Regions from separate parts of the Mus musculus genome. Here region 2 is linked to region 1. Evidence: chromatin contacts called from public promoter capture Hi-C data. All regions are on one chromosome and are shown on one strand. The core of a region is the stretch at or near the end of the contact, and the rest is flanking DNA. Distances in the headings are between cores, read along the strand shown. Region 1 holds the start of Scnn1g (sodium channel, nonvoltage-gated 1 gamma). Region 2 overlaps Gga2 (golgi associated, gamma adaptin ear containing, ARF binding protein 2).

Evidence for each region. Promoter capture Hi-C pulls out the DNA fragments that hold promoters and counts their contacts.
Region 2: a contact with region 1 is called in a promoter capture Hi-C map of embryonic stem cells, with 22 read pairs. The contact joins the enhancer-like site here to the promoter of Scnn1g in region 1. A contact is called at or near these places in 23 of 39 promoter capture datasets (the 3T3-L1 cell line, 3T3-L1-derived adipocytes, the C10 cell line and 13 more), 3 of 15 datasets of contacts at CTCF or cohesin (large pre-B cells, pro-B cells and stem cell-derived epiblast-like cells), 22 of 484 Hi-C or Micro-C datasets (B cells, the Ba/F3 cell line, DN2 thymocytes and 15 more), 14 of 115 datasets of contacts at active chromatin or transcription factors (bone marrow-derived dendritic cells, embryonic basal ganglia, embryonic forebrain and 7 more) and 5 of 9 other capture datasets (adipose tissue, embryonic stem cells, liver and 2 more).

What each region holds. Positions count from the first base shown.
Region 1 is chr7:121,733,032-121,735,957 of GRCm38.p6, reverse strand. It overlaps Scnn1g (sodium channel, nonvoltage-gated 1 gamma), which reads right to left and starts at 1,479. Exons shown (of 13, transcript NM_011326.3): 1 at 1,415-1,479.
Region 2 is chr7:121,994,833-121,997,758 of GRCm38.p6, reverse strand. Gga2 (golgi associated, gamma adaptin ear containing, ARF binding protein 2) reads left to right here. Exons shown (of 17, transcript NM_028758.2): 13 at 338-468; 14 at 2,758-2,915. Among named protein-coding and RNA genes, the nearest start is that of Cog7, 15 kb to the right of the region's middle. Within about 2 kb of position 1,363, at least 12 of the 459 cell types and tissues checked have an H3K27ac peak or open chromatin away from gene starts, as enhancers often do. A contact at or near this core is called in embryonic stem cells, where this site is marked.

The sequences.
Region 1 (2,926 bases), core at 230-2,729:
GAAGGAAGGAAGGAAGGAAGAGAAAGAAAGAAAGAAAGAAAGAAAGAAAGAAAGAAAGAAAGAGAGAAAGAAAGAAAGAAAAGAAAAGAAATGGGTCCCTCTGTCAGATGTTTGCCAAAAGGTGAATTCTGGATTCTTGGGGTTCCCACTCATCTCGTCCGCAGAGGACCAGCCAGTCATGCGAGAGGAGACTCCAGAATGTTCACATAAATATTTCAACTCTAAGGCAAAACAAGATTGTAGCTCTACTAGATTATGGGCCTTGATTCAACCCGGTGCTGTTAGAGGACTTTGAAGCTGATACGCTCAGAACTCATCTCAAAGGTTAGCTCACAGAATGCGCTCTACAGTCTTCCCAGGTAGATATCATCATTTCCCTATTACACAAATGAAACAGAGACACACAGATAGACTAAGTAGCTTGCCCAAGGTCATAATAGAAAGTGTCCGGGCTAGGATTTGAACCCAAGAACACATACTAGTTGTGTTATTGCTTAAATAATGATAGTGGTTTCAGGCGACAGCTGCTGCAGAATGATGGCAGACGTCAGTTACAGCTACACCGTGCCCAGGGTTCCTATTCCAACATTTGCACCTAATTTAATTCTCACTACAGACTAAATGAGGTGTTATTACTATCCCCATCCCACAGAGATGCAAATGGAGGTGTAAAGAAGTTAGGTAATCTGCCCAAGGCCACACAGTATGAAAGAACGAACGAATTCTTCGAAATTCCAGGTCCCCGTTTTTCTTCCTGACACTTCTCTATTCCCTCACCTGCCCCCGAACCTTGCCTCTGTCCCTGTCAGGAAACTGAAGCTTGGCGAGGAGTGACAGTTTGCAAGGCTCTGTTCATCCTAGAACTTGGGCACAAAAGCCTGGGTTCGGGCAATGTTTTGATTCCCGCCATGCCACGGTGCTATTCGGAAATAGGTTGAACCTCCGAAGCCAGGACTCAAGGCCCTGGGACCGAGCTACCCCCACTGACTCGCTGCAGTCTGGGAAGCGACCTGGCGCGTAGTTTTGCGGCAAAAGCCGTCTGCTTCGTGCCAGCTATCGCAACGCTGCAGTCAAGGGCTCCACTTTCAATCAGCCCGCTTCAAGTGCTTGATTCTTTCTGCAGCAGGCACCTCTAAAGAAAAACTTTCCCGCGACTGAAAGAACAGTCGCTGTCAAACGCATGCTCTTCAAGTGGGGTGAGCTAGGCAGAGAAGATCCGAGATGCGCTCCTCCCACGCACACCGGCTCAGAAACGCCTGTCGCTCAGCTCTTGTATCACAAGCCAAGCTCTGGATGTCTCAGCATCCCGCCACCCGTGGACAGAATAATCTTTTTCTTGGAAGCCACCACGCCCTGTGGCTGCTCACGTACCTGGAACCCCGGAATCGAACTGACCCGACGCGGCTGGGCTTACCTTTCTGAACTGAAGGGTCACGGCTGGCCTGTGTACAGTCTGGAGACGCTCCTCTTCTTCTGGCCTCATAAAGCCAAGCATCTCCAAGTGGCACGGCCAGGAGCGCCAGTGGGTCAGGCTCAGACCCCGCCCCTAGAGTTTCCTCCCCACTCAAACTCCGCCCACACCTGCCCAGGTGTTTTCCCCGGGCCACCCCCGACTTGTCTTAGCCCGGAGAAGGCCGCGACCCCGCAGTGCCATCTGCTGTCCAGAGTCAGCTCCGCGCCTCAACCCGGGCTGCGCTGCTTCTCGTGGTGGCACCGTGCAAGCTTGCTGCCTCCCAGAGGCCACTCTGCAACCTGCATTCCCGCTGGGTCACAGCCCCAGAGTACTTTGTAGAGTCACCTCATTTGCCTCATTCTGACCCAGGTCGCAGGAGGTCTCTTATCTCAGTTCCAGAAGACATTCCACACAGCCTCTTATCCCTCACCCTTCCGACCTGGTCAGGATACGCAGTTGCTTCGGCATCATCTAGAGTTCTGCTGTGGGCAACAGGAGCTATTTAAACAGATCATTTATTCTTTGGGCCTGTCATTGTCTTTCCATAGGGACTCACACAAATTGACTATTAAAAATAAGTTTAGACCGCTGAAACTGTGAGGGATCCAAGATAGGTATTCAAGTTGTAATCCCCTTGAGCTGGGAAGAAACATGGCCCCACAAAAGACAGCGTGTCACTAAGTATTCAAACATTTTAGACATAAACGTGTTCATATCCACCTACAGACCTTGTTAAAACGCAGGTTCTTGAGTTGAGGATGTAGCTCAGTTGGTAGAGTGCTTGTTTAACATAACCAAAGTCCTGGGGTTGATCCCCACTATCATATAAACTGGATGTGGTGGCTCACGCTTACTGTGCTAGATCTGGGGTTGAGGGTGAGACAAGAGGCTCAGAAGCACGAGACCTTCCTCAGCTACATAGCGAATTTGAGTCCAGCCTGTGCTCTATTTCATCAGGGGGGCATGGGTCTCAGACGTCTGGACCTCTGGCTTCCCATGAGATGCCTCTTTTGCCTGACCAAAGATCACAACTTTTGGTGGGTAGAAACATGTCAAGCATTATTGACCATCAACGTAAAGAAAAAAATCCCCTAAAATCCCTAAGCAGTATTTCTTGCAATCAATGCTCACGGTGAAGAATTAACAAAGCAATCCACCTCCCTCCCTAAATAAGTTAGTAGAATCATTGTGCTGGCTAGTTTGTTGCTAACATGAGTTAACATGTTAACTCGGTGGAAGAGTTTCAGAAAATGCCTCCACAAGATTTTCCTGTAGGCAAGCCTGTGGTGTATTTTCTTGGTTGATGACTGATGGGGGAGGGTCCAGCTCACTGTGGGTGGTGCCATCCCTGGATTGGAAGGAAGTCTGGGTGCCACAAGAAAGCAAGGGAGCAAGACGTGAGGAGTAAGCCAATAAAAAGCACTCCTCCATGGCCTCTGCTGCAGTTCTTGGCTCCATGTTCCTTCCCTGCTT
Region 2 (2,926 bases), core at 114-2,613, 260 kb before region 1:
AGGAAAAGCTGTTCCTGGAGTGGGGAGTTATGGGAAGGGTCACTCAGTCCTACCCTGGTGGCAGTGCTGCTTGCCTGGAGAGTGATCACTACTGCACCATTCTTTGGGATTCTCAGCTCATCTTGCGGGGTTGGCTCCAGAGTGCTTCATCTGTCCTGCTTGGTTTAGTCCCCACCTTCTGGAAGGCTCTCTCTCTCTCTCTCTCTCTCTCACACACACACACACACACACACACACCCTAACTGTAACTGCTTTCTGCTTCCTGAAGGTGTGTGCAGGGATCTTCTGTTCTGCCCCTTCCTCTCCTGCCACAGAAGACATGATTTTGGTTTGACAGGTTGTTATTCCGAGTTGCTGTAATGACAAGAAGCAGCCGGGTGCCATCACACTCATGGGGGGTGGAATCCAGAGTCTTTCTGCAGACCGGAACCTGCTGGATCTCTTCTCGCCACAGCCATCTCCAGGACTGTGAGTGTTCTGGGCCAGTGGCTTCTGCCTGCAGCTTCCCCACCCCCTCCTGCTGAAGCGCATGCTCTGTGTGTTACAGGTGCATGCTGCTGCTCCCCCTTGGCTGTCTCATCTTACCCTATCCTAACTCAATCCAGAAAGAGGTTAAAGTTTGACAGAATCAATGACAGATGGTGTGTGTGTGTGTGTGTGTGTGTGTGTGTGTGTATACACGTGCCTTGGTAAGCATGCATGGGTCAGAGGATAATTTTGTGAGGTGCATCTGTCTTGCTTTTATGTGGGTTCCAGAGATCAAGCCCAGCTGGCCAGGCTTTGCAGTAAGTATCTTTCCCTGCACTGACCCGTCTTGCTGGCCTATTTTGTTTTGAGAGACAGTTTTCTGTCTAGGTTGGCTTCAAACCCATTAGAAGCCAAGGATGACTTTGAACTTCTGGCCCCGACCTCTAGGTGCAGTGATCACAGCCGTGCCCCACGCTCTCCCAAGGCTGGCATAATTATAGTGCTTCTTTCTCTTTCCTGACTGCTGTGTTTCTAAATTATGTAAAACCAGAGAAAAAAGTGTAGGTCTTAAATACCATCCCCTAAAAACAGGGTAGAAAAAAGCTCTTTCTTCTTTTTTTTAAAAGAGGATTTCTTTTGACCTTTTGATCAAGCCAGCTCAGTCAGTCAACAGGTTCTCCAGTGTAGGAGTGAGGATTAAAAAGAAAAAAGGCAATTAGACAACACTGTAGCACTACCCCAGCCAGTTCTGAGGCTGAGGCAGGTTTATTTTTTTCCCAATCTGCTTTTGTACCATTTTAATTACATGCAAGCCATAAGGTCAGTTCTAGGTTAAGGAACAAGCAAGACAATAAACACAGATAGTCAAGGAACAAGCAAGGCAATAAACAGTCCCCAAATCACTGTTTCTCAGGGCTTACCAGAATGACCAAGGATTCCGAGCCTACTTCCCTGTCCTAGCCCAAAGTCAGATCCTTGCCTGAAGCCTACTTCTTTGTTCTAGCCTAAAATTAGATTCCTGCCTCAACTTAACTTCCCTGTTCTAGCCTAAAATTAGATTCCTGTTGGAGCTTACTTCCTTGTTATAGCCTACTGTCAGATTCCTGCCTGAAGCCATTTCCTTGTCCTTGGCCAAGGTCAGATTCCTGCCAAGTGGCTCCCAAAGGTCTCCACAACCCTTGTCTCCGTTCTTTCTCTTTCTCCCCTTTTGCCCACAGATAGGAGTCTCACTGTAGTGCGGACTCCCCTGTTGAGTGCTGGGAGACAAGCTCGTGCTTCATGCATGCCTTTGCTTTTGTTACACACGTGATGATGCTTGTTTTTAATGAAGCTGCATTCCAACATGACCTTTTCATTTTTAAAGATTTAATTTTATTTATATGTGTTTCTGTGTGTATGCATGCCACATGCAGTCGAGTGCCCTTGGAGGCCAGAGAGGGTGTTGGATCCCCTAAAGCTAGAGGTACAAGGGGTTTAGTTTTGCCTGGTGTTGGTACTGGGAGCCAAACTTGGGCCCTTGTTTGTGCTCTTAATTACTGATTCATCTCTCCAGTATATGCCCTCTTCCGCCCCACAGTCTCACTATGCATCCCTGACTGTCCTTGAATTTATTGAGACCCACCTATTTCTGATTGCTGAGTGCTGTGATTAAAGGTGTGTACCACCATGCCCAGTCACACACTTGTGTTTTGGTTTTTTTTTTTAATGTGTATCTATATTCCAGGGCATCAACCCCCTGCTGGAATGACAGGTGGCCTTTGGGCTATCTGACTTGGGTTCTGGGAAACTTATCTCCTCTGTAAGAACAGCAAGCAAGCACTTTGGACCATTTAGTTATCCTTTCAGCCCCTTAAATTTTTTTATTACATTTATTTATTTATTTATTTAGTGTGAGTATGCATGTGTGAGTACATGTATGTCCACAGGTACCCACATCATACATGTGGAAGTTAAAGAACAATGTAGGAGTCGGTTCTGTGCATAGTGTAGGGCCAAACGCAGGCTGTCAGGCTTGGTAGCAGCTACCTTATCCTGAACCTTCTTTTGGTCCTCAGGAACTGGTTTAGTGCCCTGTTACATCTTTGAGACATTTTTATGTGAGTTTATGTGTAGGTGTACTTCGTTCTAACATTTACATTGTGGTTTGTGTGGCTATAGTTAATCATTTTCCTCTTGAGAAGGAGGGTATGTTCGCATGCATAGTTTGTTGTTATTCAGAAAAACGAAGAACAAACACTGAAGTCTTCTAGTTTTTGTTGTTAGTCATTGATCATTTTCACTTCTTTGCAGGAATTATGTTCCACAAAAAAGCATCCCCAAGGAGGTGCCACCAGGTACCAAGGCCTCTCCAGGTTGGTCCTGGGAGGCTGGGCCATTGGCTTCTTCCACAGCCTCACAGAATACACCTCTGGCTCATGTGTTTGTCCCTTTGGAGTCTGTGAAACCCAGTAAGTAGTTT